Regions from separate parts of the Lactuca sativa genome. Here region 2 is linked to region 1. A link is a contact called in public Hi-C data. All regions are on one chromosome and are shown on one strand. The core of a region is the stretch at or near the end of the contact, and the rest is flanking DNA. Distances in the headings are between cores, read along the strand shown.

Evidence for each region. A called contact is a pair of places that touch in the nucleus more often than the background predicts.
Region 2: a contact with region 1 is called in a Hi-C map of seed, with 5 times the contacts expected there. The contact joins the promoter of LOC111892549 here to the promoter of LOC111892554 in region 1. A contact is called at or near these places in 2 of 4 Hi-C or Micro-C datasets (leaf and seed).

The regions. Positions count from the first base shown.
Region 1 is chr5:302,687,807-302,690,506 of Lsat_Salinas_v11, forward strand. It overlaps LOC111892554, which reads right to left and starts at 1,302. Exons shown (of 16, transcript XM_052771815.1): 1 at 1,114-1,302; 2 at 988-1,037; 3 at 199-259; 4 at 1-94. The coding sequence starts at 1,275.
Region 2 is chr5:303,046,341-303,049,040 of Lsat_Salinas_v11, forward strand. It overlaps LOC111892549 (histone acetyltransferase type B catalytic subunit), which reads left to right and starts at 1,367. Exons shown (of 10, transcript XM_023888601.2): 1 at 1,367-1,520; 2 at 1,604-1,645; 3 at 2,109-2,218; 4 at 2,365-2,433. The coding sequence starts at 1,445. It overlaps TRNAP-UGG (transfer RNA proline (anticodon UGG)), which reads right to left and starts at 1,274; the gene lies at 1,203-1,274.

The sequences.
Region 1 (2,700 bases), core at 52-2,551:
TGAAATGGGATAATGGCTTTATTTCACCCATCCAAACAGCATACTCAGAGGGCAATCTTGGAGCAAAAAGGATTGAATTCCCTGTATTTACATCCTACACCAGCAAAACAAAAAGAATGAGTAGCAATAGAAAAAGATTACATAACTAATCACAAAATATATATATTAAAATATGACATGAAAACAGAAGGGACTCACAATAGCTCCATAAAAACCAGGTTCCCGCACTCCAAAGAGATATGCAAAATAACTTTCCTGTCTGGAAGGAAGTCGGATACCATCAGTAAATAACTCAAGTATACACATTGATATATAAATCATCTTAAAAAGCAATACAACACATCAATCTCTATGGCTTAACAGGACTACATGACTACAAGAGTAAAAAATAATCATGTTTCCTAATATTGCCAATGTAAATCACACTCATACTTTAGATTATTTGAGGATGTTAGAAGTGGGTAGTGGCAGTGTGTTGATGGTCTATGAGCCCTTAAGTTGTATTACAAGCCATTATGGATTAGTTATTGGCTTATTGCATAACTAAAGTCTATCAACTCCAATTTGTAAGTTGGCTTAAAATTGATAGGAACCAAGCATATTTTTTAAAGAAAATGGACAGAGCTTTATCAAAAAAGGACAACCTACCCACACTTAAAAGGTAACAGTCTACTTTCAAGAGGTAGGCCAACTCTCCCTGATGATGCTCACTCATTCAACTTCTCTTTTAATAATGAAATTAAGGTTACATTCCACAACCCTTTTTCTATAGCCTAACTTATAGAAATACCAAAATCCACGGATTGACAGGGAAACTTCTCCATCCACAATTCATTGCAGCGTACCACCTTCTAGTTCTTATATAGATAGCATACAGTTATACAACAAAGAAACAGAGATTGTTTCGTTTGGATTTCAAATCATATCATCTAATTTAAATATATTCAATTGCACGAATGAATTGTACAAGGTAATCGCCGGAAATACCTAAAAAGATCTTCATGATCGGTGCAGTAACGAGTTTGCTCCTCTCCTCCCTGACAAATAAAACCGATTATTAAAAAAAAAAAATCAACAAAATCAGTTTAGCCAAGCTCGATGTAATTATTTTACCTGAAGAAGTACGAATCCGTGTAAAGGACGAGAGGATGAATCTAGGTTTTCTCGGAGGTGTTTCAACAGTTTTTGTCTATTTTCATCGTGAAGCTTTTTCGGGACCTCGGGTGGAGGATACAGCAAAGACGAAGAAGAAGAATCCATAGCGATCGTCGCCATTGACGAGCGTCCTTAATCCACACTCTACTGAACTTATTATACTAATCGCTTACAGTACAACTGTTAATGCATTAGCTACAACATTGTCCTCGCTCGGCTCGACTAGAAGCCCAAACCATTGGCCCAAATCGAATGTTGTATAGGCTTATGGTCAAGGGGTTGTTTATTTCGACATAAATAAAATACAAAATTATATAGATATCGTAGAATAATTATAAAAAATTTAGGGTTATAGGTGTTATTGAAATGTGTAAAAAATACAGTAAAATCGATAAATGTATAAAGTTGTTGAAGGACTTCTTTGTAGACAATATTTTTTGTTTATTAGTTGAACGATCTTCTTCGTCACATATGAGTACCTTCAAATTACCGGTTTACCCTTCTGATGATCATTGTCCATACTAAATTAATGATTTATCATTCGGATAAAAAATGGAAGTATCATGCTAAAAGAATCATTTTAGTACATGTGTCATCTCAATATCTATTGTTGGATAATTTTTTCAACTTGATGCTTTTCTAGTTTCCTAAGTCGAATTACCTTTTTGCCTTTATATTTCCTTACATAAAGGTTTCCTAAATCTAATTTGCAATCAAATTAAAATATATCACATAAATTTACGAGTTTATTGATACCTTCAAAAGGTAAATTCGAATCTTCCTTCTTTATTTTATCCTAAATAAAATTTCACTTCTACCCCTAAACCTTAAAATCATACTTAACATTTAAAAAAAAATCATCCAACAATATCAATACCCTTTAGTTATGATTTGAATTTAAAGTTATAATTGTTGTAATTCAACCATCATATTATGATATTAATTTACATTCAAACATTAAAAAATATCTTTTTTTTTTTCTATTATACCCTTATCATCCATTTTACATTCGGTATTACCATATATTTATCTTAGCAGATTATATGAGTTCTACATCAAGATTGCAATTCCTATAATTCATCTAGCAATTTAATATATTATATACAATCAAAAACAGTAACCAGGTTGAGATAATCAAACAAACAGAAATAGTAGCAGCTCACGATTTGATCAATGTTTAAATTAAATTACTGATTTACCCTTCTATTGAACATTATACATACTAAATTAATGGTTTACCATTCAGATAAAAATGCAAGTATCATGCTAAATGAATACACAAAAAAATGATTACCATGAACAGGAAAATAGGTGTAACGTTTGGTTCCTAGTACGCATTTAAATTGCAATTCGTTCATTTTTGTAGAGCAACTCGACGAGTTGGGAGCCCCAAACTCATCGAGTAGAAACCAAAATTTGACGCGGATTTTAAGTAACCTACTCGACAAGTTGAGAGCCCTCAACTCGACGAGTAGGGCTGCCAGAATGAAACCCTAATTTTGGGGTTTTGCATCCTATTTAAGCATCCTAATCCTCACTTGTTGG
Region 2 (2,700 bases), core at 117-2,616, 360 kb after region 1:
AAAGGCTATTTGACAGTAGTCAAAGCTATAAAAAAGTATATAAATTGTCAATTATATATAGAGACTTATATGTATGGGTCTAAAATTTAAAAATCATATAATACTCGTTATTCTATAACCATCATACACACACAATCATGTCTACCTCTCAAGAAAAATGATGGTTGATGCCGCAAGAGAAGCGATTGCAACTATTAATAAAATTAAGAAGAATAAATCAAGAGCGAGATTAAAGGTATCGAAGAAGATAGGAAACGGTTGGATGACTTACAAGCTGATATTTGGTCTAATATGAGGTCGGTTCAAGACAAAGAACGCGACATAAAAACTACAAGGGTTTGGGTATGAGATGCCATAGAGTATGCCAACAAATAAGAGGTTAAAATGAAAAAAGTTCTAAAAAGCATACAAAAATATAAGGATTGGGTGCTTCAAGAAAAAACTAAATATCCAACTGATTTTCTGAATTTTTAAATTTAATCATTTTTTATTAATCAACTAGTAAGTTTATGTATTATTTATGAGTTTGTATATGTAATGTGCTTTATATATTTATTTGCTTGTTTGTTATGATTAATCTATGTAATATGTATTATTCTCTTGTTAGTTTGTGATGTAATAATGCTTAATGTTTAATAGTAGTTTACATCATATTAGGGGACATTTTATTAACATAAACTAAAATAGAACGTCACCATATTGAGACTGTCTTCACTGTTTTAAAAACCGGTTTAACTCGGTTTTGAAAACCCGTCTGATTCGATTTGATCTAGAAAATTGGCATAAAACAACTTGTTGTTTAACCACCCATCCTCAGTATCCGGTTCAAACCGATTTTTAAAACATTGGTTAAATAAGAGGTTGATGATGACCGACTTTGACCTGTTAAACCTTCAAAATGGTAGAAATGAACAAAAGCTTGCAAATAAATAAGGAAAAAATTAAAAACTAATAAGATAAAACGTGGTTATTTTATTTTCTTCCATCAATTACCTCTACCTACTTTATGTAAATAAGTTCAAAAATAGAAAACATGGTAAACCTTCAAAATGGTAGAAATGAACAAAAGCTTGCAAATAAATAAGGAAAAAAATTAAAAACTAATAAGATAAAACGAGGTTATTTTATTTTCTTCCATCAATTACCTCTACTTACTTTATGTAAATAAGTTCAAAAATAGAAAACATAGTAAACTCTGGAAAGGGGCGTTCCGAGAATCGAACTCGGGACCTCTCGCACCCAAAGCGAGAATCATACCACTAGACCAAACGCCCGACATATCGGTTTCCCTGATTTAACTTTTATATTTAATAAAAAAAGATCCAATTACTTCCCTCGTGGTCCTATATAAAGTCGCACACGCACAGTCGCCTACAGACATTTCTTCTATTTCCCGCGTTTGTAAACATTTCCCGCTTCTCGTCAAAACCCTAATTTGCGAAAAATGGGGACGAAGCACCACTCCTCCGATCCCGTGTCCGATCCCAAAAAGCGTAGAAAGGTCGGATTCTCCAAAGTCGGTGAGTTTTCAGGTTCTCTGTCATGCTGATTACTTCGATTCATCTCTGTTTTCACTGATTTCGTTCACTTTGTTTTCATGTAGATGAAGGGGTTGAACCTAACGATTGCATCAAAATCTACATGGGTATGCATCAAAAATCCTTAACAGCACTATAATTACTTAATTATGTTCATTTTTTTAGAACCGAGTTCCTGATTCGCCTGCTTGCTGAGCGACATCTTTCTGCCTCCGTATATTTGTTGCTTTTTTAGAGCGTGTCGTCTAGGGTTTCTTCGAAATGTACTCAAAATTGGTTAGCTTTTAGTACGCACAGACAGTTCCTCTAATTTTCATTTAGCAAATTAATATTGTTTTGAGCTGTAAAATTGTTCCTCTGATCTCATGGTTTTGTTTTATCACTATATGTTTTTATTTGGTAATGGATGGAAGAGTAAGATCATGTGTAAATTGAGAGCTACGTGTGGGCTAATGCAATACTTGTTTCTGTATAAGATTTAAACATGTTTTCATACCTTTCAACTCTGCATGATATCTTCGTAGCCCTAATGAAATCTTGTTATTTTGTCTCTGAATAAATGAATTTCAGTTTCTCGACAAGAGGAAGTGGGCTCACCAGAAAGCTTCCCTGTTGAACCTGTTGATCTAGGCCCCTTTTTTGAAGAAGATGGAAACATATACGGCTATCAAGGGTTGAAGGTGTTATCTTTAATCAACCTTAATCTTTGTATTGTAAAAAAACCTGTTGAACCTGTGAATCCATCTGTTGTAAAAAAACTGTACTTTTGTTTGTAAAAGTTTATCAGTCACCGTGTAATCTTTGTAAAGAACATTAAACAATGCAGATCACCATTTGGATTAGCAGCATATCATTTCAAGCATATGCAGATATTTCTTTCGAGAGCACCTCTGATGTAAGTTTATCTGCTGTATAATATAGTTTTTAAAAGGGCTAGATGCAAGAATAACAACATAGTTTCATATGTTTGTTTATCATAGCATTGTACTTTGAAAAATCTTTCTAAGTATAGCAATATTATCCATTTATAAAGCAGCTTTTATTGTTTTAATTGGGCATATGTTTCAATGTACAAATAAAAGTACAATACTATAAAAAACAGCTGAATGGATGTACATTCCTATTTCTTGCATTTAACCTTTTTTGAAATGTTAAATTGCAT